3 separate regions of the Zea mays genome follow, and regions 1 and 3 are each linked to region 2. A link is a contact called in public Hi-C data. All regions are on one chromosome and are shown on one strand. Each heading gives the region's core, a stretch centred on a gene start, on an enhancer-like site or on the middle of the called end of the contact. The rest is flanking DNA. Distances are from core to core; before and after follow the strand shown.

Region 1 (3,321 bases), core at 400-2,899, 630 kb after region 2:
AGAACCCTTAGCTCTAGTTCTTTTATATGTGTTCCTAAGATTTGCTTATCAGGAGAAAAGTCCAACACTTAGTGAGGTGCACATAAAATACACAAACACCAAACACACATACCGGTATGTTTTTTTGCTTTGTGGATAAATATTTATTTGCCATTCTTATTTTCTCGCTAATGTATCTTACATATTTTGTATAGACCTATCACTATCACTATAACGGATTGGAACAATATCACGATCCTTCCAACATACCTGAGTACTATCACTATGACTCGAGATAAACATGTGAGTATTGTGAAATAATTCGACTTATGTGTCGTTGCCTCGTTTGAGAGTTATAAAAGAACTTATATTTGAGTATTGTGAAGTTCGCTGATTGTTTGTTGCATGAGAGTTGGAGTTTGTGGTTGCATATGTATGCTATATGTTATTTTGGTGAATACATGTCGTGTGGATTAATTAATATTTAGTGTGCAATGTGAATTGAGCAAACTACAAATAAATCTTGTTAAAAAATTCACATTTTCCGTAAAAACAACAAAAACCAGTTAGTTTCGCGATTAACCGGCGGTTTAAAGCGATTTTTCACCGGTTTTTCACCGATAAACCGGTTCAAATTCAAATTGATTTGAATTGGTCAAACCAATCGATTTTTACCGGTTTACCGTTGGTAAACCGTTACCAGTGGGGGATAGTTTTTAACTCTGGAACGGTTTTGTAAACCGTAAGACCCGGTGCTGCTGCACTGTGCATGTGCTTATGTGTCGTGTGTGTGCTGCTGCTAGCCTAGGCCTACTGTGCCGTGTGTTGGTGTGTGTGGACCTTGTGTGTGACTGTAATTCCGACCCCATGGATTGGGAGCTAGCGTGGATTGTGTCTGTGTTAGAGATATCAATGGGGAATTCTTCACCGGGTTATAGTATCCCAGACCCATCCTTATCATATTTGATTTATCCTCATACTCATTCTCATACCTATCATGGGTGCAAAACTCATCCCATACTCATCCCCATTCGGGTTTCGGGTCCCCAATAGGTTCCCATCCCCAATTAAGGGATAACTAGGTACTAACAGTCAGTATAAACTATCCAGATTTCATATATCACTACATCGGCAAGCACTCATACATGAACCATGATCTATTCATCCATCCATCAAAAAAGAAATCAGTACTTCGGGACCAATAGAAGAAATGGAGAAATGGAATCTTCTTACCTTTCTTGGTCACCATCCGAGTTCGTTGGCGCCTGAGAATCTATGGTCGTCACCGTCATCCTAGGCTTCTAGCAGTCGGCGTAGTGTATGGCTGATTATTTTAGTGTTTTGTTTTTTTGCTATTCTGCTAGTTGCCTTGTGAGAGCCGGTCGGACGTGTGGACATTGGACAGTGGAGAGTGAACACTCGGTTGCTGTGTTGCTGTGTGTTTCGGTTCAGACTTTCAGTTTCACTGTTTGTGCCTTGGTGCTATGATTTTGTGTGTGTTGTTTGTCTCGGTGTTTAATATCGGGTAGTTTAATGTTATCCAAACCTGAACTCGAAATTGTGGGTAGCCAAAACTTCACGTTCAAGTTCGACTGATGAAAACCAGAAATATAAAAAAACCTCAAAAGCCCTATCCGAAAATTCGGTAAAGCCGAACTCCCAGCCTGACCTGGAGTGAGTCGAGCAGAAGCAGAGTTTGCAGTCTGAGAAGACCCCTGTGCTGTCCAGCCAACTTTTCCACCTCAGTCTTGGATGCCCCCCCTCCGCCGTCTAGATCTCCCCAACTCCTCCGTCCTCTTGCTTCCTGTCGTCGACCTCGGTGGCCGCCGCGAGCTGCGGGTGGTTCATCGCCGTCGACCTCGCCTCTCCGCTCCTTCTGCACTGCCTGTTACCGGCTTCCTGGTGGTCGACCGGTGCGGCGCGGGTCGTCAGTGAAGCTCCGACTATCCGGATTGACTCGGATCGACCTCTCCTCTCGTGGGTAAGCGACTCGAGCTTTGCCTCAGTTGGAGGTTGGAGTTCGCTGCTCGCCTTGTCCTTGGCGACCTTCCTGTCCCGTCTGCGCTGCGAGCGTTAAAATTCGATTTTTTTTTCTAACCCGGTTACCTGTGGACTCTTGAGCTGCGTGGTGTCCTAGTTATGGAGTCGAGAATCCATCTAAAATCTTGCCTAGGGTCTTCAGCGCCTCAAGCAAGGTTGCGGCCATGCCATTTTGGAGTCCATCTGGCGATATTAGCTGGCAAGGTTTAGGGAGGGTTTTGTGCTGTGCTGTGGAAAATTTGATGAGCGGCTGCGTGGACATGTGACAAGTACGTGGAAATAGACAGTGAAGAGAATTTAGCTTAAAATTGGTACAGGCCATGAACCAGGGAGCATAAGGGAAAAAAAGAGAGATAAGGCAGACAGAGCTTGTATTTCGTATTATCCCTAATAACTTGAGTTCATTTATGGGTAGAAACTGGCAAGTTCCAGGTAAAAAGTCAACTGTCCTGCTTTATTTTGTAACCTAGAACGACTTGTAGAATCTCCTACTTGTTAACTAGAGCGTTGGTTTGATTAAAATGTGTAGTTGTTTTTCATTTTTGGGTAACAAGTATATATATAGTTTTTCCCCATTTTTTTTATTTGTAAGCACCTCCATCAATATTTATTTTTACTTTGTATATGTTTTAATATTCTGTCCTTTAGTATGCACATGTAGTTTTAAACTTTGGATTCAACCTAGTGCAATATCAAGCAGTTTCTGAACTGTTGTTTGTCTTCGAAATAGTTTAATCTTCTATATATACATGTCTTTTTGTTATACAATATGGATTGTTGGTCAAGACACAAAAAAATGGTACTTTTGGCTGAAAGCCTGAAGGTTAAACTAAAATTTCCTTTTTCCCTGTGTTGTCCAGGTTTTTGGATTTTGATCAGTTATATCAGAGGAGTGCTTATGGATGATTTCATGGCTGTAGCTTGCTAGGCCCTGCTTTCCTGTTTGTACAGATACATCATGGCACCACGCAGTAGGCCTTCGTCTAAAAGGCCTCTCTGGTTCATCGTGTTGGTTGCATTTGTCTGTGCAGTAGCCATTGGAGCCTACCTTTATACTCCACGGCATTACACAGCATGTTATCTGGTACCATCAGAAGCCTGCAATTCTCGGCCTCCTCCAGAACCTGCTAGGGTATACACTGATGATGAGATCGCTGCTCGTGCTATCATGAGAGACATCATCCGGGCACGGCCAGTGCAGTCAAAGAATCCAAAAATTGCTTTCATGTTCTTGACGCCCAGTTCATTGCCATTTGAGAAACTGTGGGAAAAATTCTTCATGGTATGGTTTTTGCAGTATTT
Region 2 (3,020 bases), core at 15-2,514:
CTCCTATGTCACTTTAAATTTCTAGAGTTCAAATTAGGTCAAACCCTAATTCCAACATTACTATCTCATTATTATAATTAAGTGCACAAGCAAAATCTTCAACATGGTGCATATATTATTTATGTATTTTTTATTAATTTATTCACCCAAAATATGATTATCTTTATGTTCTCATGAGTAAGGGGCAATAATATAAGGAGATTAGGGTAATACAAGCAAAATCTTTTTCTTATTATCCACAAGTTAGGTATTACACCGTGCCTCCTCCTCCCTCCATCGGCAACCACTGATGAGGATGTATTTTCACTTGTAAAAACCGTCTTCCTGTAGCTAGAAACCATTTTCTACTCAAACATCACTAAAACTCTACAACATAGTTGATCCATCCTAAAGATTTGGAGTAAAACTACTCTAAAATAGAACAAAGTAATGCCAAATATAGATGGTTTTCTTATAAGGCACTCCTAAAATCGAGGTTCGTTATCTATCATCGAATTTTATTTTTTTCTAAATGACACTACCGTCCATTTAATCCATATGTCTTTTAGTTAAGATTTTTTCCCGTAAGAGCTAGTTTGGAAACTCAAATTCTGATGTTAAATCTCTTCCAGGATTAAAGAGGATTGGAGAGAAAATTACTTTATTTACACATCAATTCCCTTCCCGAACGGATTTGAGGTTTCAAAGTAGCCCTAAATACCACTAGCGTCCATTCAATATTGACACTTCTGCTGGGCATTATACACTGAAATAAGTCGAATTATGCAAACAGCCTTTGATTAGAAAGCCTATATCCATTTCTCTGATCTCTGTTTCGTTAAAACCAAAGCGTCGCCGTCGTCGTCGTCTATGTTGCGCACACCATTCTGCACTGAATTCGTCTAGAACCTGCAATCGTCAGCGTCCATCTCATCCACACCACAAAAGGGTCAAAGACCACACGGCGAACAATTTTTCCCCGTTGGCCATTGACGGACAAACGCGTTCTCCCTGAAAAGCATGCTGTGAGGCTCGATATCGCTGCGGCTGTCGTGCTCCCGCAGCGCACAGGAAGGTGAGTGAGGAGGAAGAAACCGCATGCAAGGGGACGGGAGTACGGGACCGGCGGGCGGAAGACGAACGGGATTCCAAAAAAACGACTTGTCGTGGCGGAGCGGAATCCACAATAGCGACGAGCCGTCGGGGTCTGCCGGCCTGGATGCAAACCAGTCTCGTCGTCACGGACTCCCGGAATAAATACTCCCTCCTGCGTATAGCTCTTCCCTGTCCTCTCATACACTTTCTCTGCTCGCGCAAAGCTCTTCCTCGTGTAAAGACGACGAGAAATTTATGTACTCTCGCACCACCTCACAAACAGACCTGATCCTCTCCGTTTCTTTTTGTTTCCCTTTTCCCTCTTCCGCGATTCCGTCGCCCGGTTCAATTTGGACGCGCGCGGCGTAGGGCGCCCGGCGGAAACCGCCGAATTCCCCTCTTCCTCGCGCGTGCTCAGCGATTCGAGGTAACAGCCTTTTATCTTCTTCCCCTTCATCTCCGCGATTTCTTGGGGGTCGGGGTCTGAATCCCCGCCGTGTGTTGCGATTGCCGGAGTGGGGTTTGCCACTTTGAGCGGTTGCACGGCCGGTTCCGGTGTAATCTCCGCTCCCCTTTGGGCGTTACATCTGGTTCTTGCCTCGATTTTGCGTTGGGATTACGGGTACGGGTGCCTACCGAAGGGGTTGGGGTTGGTGAGGAAATGACTCGTTCGATCAGGCTAACGCGTCTTTATGCGGTATTGTATAAATTTCCTTCTGTTTCTTGCGCACTAGACCGCACTAGTGGAGATTGATTGTGCGTGCATGGGGCCTTTGATGATCAAGTAAAGCAGTTGAAACAGCGTCCCCTTGGTGTTGGAATCATGCGAAAGATCATGGTTCGCCCCTCCAACTGGCACCTTCCGGCTTCCGGGCCTTGTACTGTTCCTCAGCTTAACAAGTAGGATTGCTCGAATCATGCTGTTCATGTGTTGTTCAGCGGCTTGGAATTCGGGGGGCGTGCTTCTGTACTGTTCTTGACTCTTGTGGTGTTGATTGTGGAAGCGGCGTGCTTGATGATGCAGACGTCGTTCCCGTGGTGTTTTCTTGTGTCCTGTCCTTGAGCGAGCTTCAGTGGTCCCCGCACGTCAAATTTTACAGGCCAGGGATTTTGCGAGCTGTTGTGACGGTTTCCTGAATTATGATGGGAAAAGTTGCAACACGTGGGAGACCCTGCGGGGAGTGAGGACAAGGTCAAGGTTTTGAAGCTGCGATTTGTCCATGTGTAATGCTCACATTTTTCAGATGCAACTGTTGCATTTCTGGGTGTGTTGTCTGGTAAACTAGCTACTTGCTCATCTCATTGGCATGCCACTTAATACACGACGTGGGAGGCTCGAACCCTTTTCAGTTATGGTTTTGTAGTTCTCTTTTGCACTCCATCCTCAGTTTATCTCACATAAATGGTAGCTGTCATGTTAATCTGATTATCATGTCAATTGTCAAGTCATTATCTATTTATCTCTGAATAATTGTCTGACAACGAGCCAGACTAATATGAGTGAGTCCTTTCTTTTGCTGTTTGTTTATTTACTTCATACTTAGTTGATTTAGCATAAATGTAACCTGTTATAATCTCATTGGCAAGCCACTTAATATGCAGCGTGGGAGGCTCGAATTCTTTTCAGTTATGGTTTTGTAGTTCTCTTCTGCACTCCGTCCTCAGTTTATCTCACATAAATGGTAGCTGTCATGTTAATCTGATTATCATGTCAAGTCATTATCTATTTATCTCTGAATAATTGTCTGACAGCGAGCCGGACTAATATGAGGGAGTCCTGTTTATTTACTTCATCCTTAGTTGATTTAGCATAAATGTAACCTGTTATATATATATATATATATATATATATATATATATATATATATATATATATATTTGATTTTCATGTCAAATACTTGTCTTAACTGTCCTGAGAATGAATCAGTAGTTCTGATAAATATAAC
Region 3 (3,302 bases), core at 347-2,846, 530 kb after region 2:
GAGAAATTATCTGAGCTGGAACAAAAGTCTCAAAGGCTCAAAGCAAATATAGCAGTATAAGTGTATAACTCAAAGTATTATGTAGCACTACCGCGCGCACAAACACAGTGGAACAAATGGATACATACAAAACAGGCAAGCCGGCATCTTTAAGTAAATGCAGGATGATAAAGTGTCTAGGTAGGTTGATCACTGATGGGTTTGCAAAATTAACTGAATGCTTAGCTTTTAGATCTATCGGATTCGAGTTTGTTTTAGGCCTTAGATAAATTAATATTTGCAAACCAAGACCAGCTTCTTTTCCATACAAATTTGTGAATTGTGTCATGTAGTTCTGCTAGGTGAGTGGTCGTGGTTTCTGATGAGTAACGTTGTGCTCTTCTAAGTTCACTAAAAAAATGCATTTTACAAGAGGTCTGTAGTTTGCAGAATTTACTGCAGCTAATCTTATTCAGGAAACATTAATGTGCAATCTCAGTTAATGTAGTACCTTCAGATTTTTGTGTTTGTGGACAGAGATTGCTTAAACGTTAGTACTTTGTAATGCTAGTTTTAAGTTGCTCTCTGCGAATTTACTACACATTCAAGAGATCCCAAATCAGTACTGCAGCTAAGAAAGACTCACAGTAAATTCACCCTCCTTATGGAAAAAGGTTGCAGAGGCACAATTCAACCATTCAGACATGAATGTAAATAAGACCACAAATTCGGAAAAAAGTGAAATCTTAGAGCAGGGGAAGTTCATGAAACCATCAGTTGTTGATTTGTTTCAACATCTTGTCATCCTCGCATTTGCTTAAAAATATGCTAGCCTAACCTAGTTCGTATGGAACTGTTTGTTCCTCTGTGTTGGAATTAGAAATTGACAGATACACACCAAGTTAGTATATGGATGAAAGGAAAAACATGTTCAAAAGTCAAAACTATGACTAACCTTAACCATGTTCTACCCAGCTCAGGCTATGAATATGGTTAAATCAAGTCTACTAGAAAATAACACACGACACGGTTATGAGAATCGTGAATTTAGTTATCTTCCGCCTTATTTTCTTAAGAACTGGAATACTGATCATGTCCAACTTAGTCAATGAAGTACATATGGATCGTTGTAGTTTTGCATCGTTCAAACCGACAACTTATTTTCAGAACTACACCAGCAGACTAAGAGAGGCATGTTTACCTTGCCGCTTCAGAACAGAGCTCGCTAGAGGAGCGGTGTCCTTGCTTGCACTAAGGGACCTGCAGAGGAAGAAAGCGGTGAGGATGGAGAGGGACCCTGCGGCTAGCGAGGGTCGCCCCTCTCCATGTAAAAACTAAAAGGCCGTGGGGAAGGGGTGCGCGCAAAGAAGCAAGGGTTGGGGAGCAGCCATCGCTGCGGACGGCGCGGGATCCGACCGCCGGATCCACGAATCGCGTGCGCGCACCGAAGAACGACGCGAAGCCAAACGAGGTGCGCGCACCCAAAACCGATGGGACCTGATCGGAGAAGTCGGCGCTGGCGTAAACTCACCAGGAAACGCCGGAGGGAATCGGGGAAGGGAATCGGTTTTCGCCGGAGGGGGGAGGGCGAGGCCTCTTTAGGCGAAGGCGGCGGGAGTAGGACCCGGAACAAGGAGGCGTCCGCGTGCGTCGTTCCGCGGATGGAAAAGTAAGGTAGGTTCTTCCGATTCCGAGTACATATTTTATTGAGTAAAATATATTTGTGGCCATACTTGTTTTTTTTTTTGACGAAGGGGCATAGCCCCCTATTTTATTAGAAAATAGGAACACGTTCATTATAAACCAGCACGCTAGAGAAAGACTCAACACCAGAAAGATAAATTAGTGGAACTAACTTCTACAATCTATCAAAAAATGCAGAAATCAGACTCCACTAACCACCGTCCAAACAGCACCACAGTTTTTAAGCCATGCTTATTTACAATGGATAAAGGCCAAAAGTAGCAACCCAGCTAACAACTCCCAGTTTTAACAAACCCACTAATATGGTTTTTCCAAAAGTACTTGGGTTGCGCTAATCACCAAAAGAAGCAGCAAGAGCCAAACCGAAGACTTCAGCCAGTAATACGACGATCTCTCGGACACCACCCGAAGGCCCTGTTCATCGCTTCACTTATTATCTTTTGGATGAGTTGGCTTCCTTGGACCACCATTTTTTCCTTCTCTTTCTGTCGAATGGCCCAAGAATCCAACCAAAAGCAGCAAAGAAATATTATGTTAGCAGGGTCAATCAAAAAATTTTCACCAAAAAATCAATCATTTCTGGTTCTCCAAATAGCCCAAAACATAGCACCACAGCCAAATATCAATAAGTTTGAAATTTTGTTTTTAGGATTTTTCATCCAGCTATCACAGATTTCTTCAATATTTTTTGGAATGTAATCCAAATTAAGAGCAATTTGAACCACTCTCCAAACAAATCTGGCAACAGAGCATTTAAAAAATAAATGATCAATCGATTTCATGCCACCACAAAAACAGCATTCATCAGATCCCTTCCAATTTCTTTTTTTCAGGTTGTCTTTTGTAAGAATTTTATTTCTTATCACCAACCAGAAGAAAACTTTAATTTTCTGTGGTAACTTTGACTTCCACAGAAATCTATAAGGCACCTTGACCTGATCCATCAAATTTTTCTTATATAAAGAATTGACAGTGAACCCTTTATTGCCCAAGTTCCAAATAAGTTGTCGTCTTGATTTGACAAATTATAATCAGAACATAAAGCAACTAAATCATCATAAAACCCCTGAAGATTGCCCGTCATTCTTCTTCTGAAAGAAAGAGCATCAAAATTCGAAGACAGAACTTTATTAATCGTAATATCTTTATCTATAGTCAGATCAAACAGAATAGGAAACTTCACAGCAAGAGGCCCATCACCAATCCAGAAATTTTTCCAGAAGCTAGTTCGACAACCATTACCAACAACCATCTTACAATACTTAAAGAAAATCTCCCTGAGACTTAAGAGTTTTTTCCAAAACTGAAAGTCAGTCTGTCTTTGTTTAACTGAGATAAGGGGTTTTCCCTTAATATATTTTCCAACAATTATACTTTGCCATAAACCACTAGAATTTTTCAAATTCCAAAGCCATTTTGTCAACAGAGCGTCATTCATAGAACTTAGATTCAACACACCTAAACCACCTAAACTTTTGGAGGAGCAAACCGTATCCCAATTAACCAAATGCATTCTCTTTGTTTGAGAGCCACCTTGCCAAAGCAGCCTTTTCCTGAGATAAAAGAGATACACATGTTGTCCTGTATTATTATAATTCATAAATTTTTAAAATGTATTG

What was found. A called contact is a pair of places that touch in the nucleus more often than the background predicts.
Region 1: a Hi-C map of tassel shows a contact between it and region 2, with 3 times the contacts expected there. The contact joins the promoter of LOC100276287 here to the promoter of LOC100382198 in region 2. A contact is called at or near these places in 2 of 25 Hi-C or Micro-C datasets (ear and tassel).
Region 3: a contact with region 2 is called in a Hi-C map of ear, with 2.2 times the contacts expected there. The contact joins the promoter of LOC100286302 here to the promoter of LOC100382198 in region 2. A contact is called at or near these places in 2 of 25 Hi-C or Micro-C datasets (ear and tassel).

The regions. Positions count from the first base shown.
Region 1 is chr6:96,698,658-96,701,978 of Zm-B73-REFERENCE-NAM-5.0, forward strand. It overlaps LOC100276287, which reads left to right and starts at 1,650. Exons shown (of 11, transcript NM_001150112.2): 1 at 1,650-1,960; 2 at 2,880-3,301. The coding sequence starts at 2,978.
Region 2 is chr6:96,065,639-96,068,658 of Zm-B73-REFERENCE-NAM-5.0, forward strand. LOC100382198 reads left to right here and starts at 1,265. Exons shown (of 19, transcript NM_001361632.1): 1 at 1,265-1,501.
Region 3 is chr6:96,591,646-96,594,947 of Zm-B73-REFERENCE-NAM-5.0, forward strand. LOC100286302 (NEDD8-conjugating enzyme Ubc12-like) reads right to left here and starts at 1,597. Exons shown (of 8, transcript NM_001159189.1): 1 at 1,511-1,597; 2 at 1,181-1,239.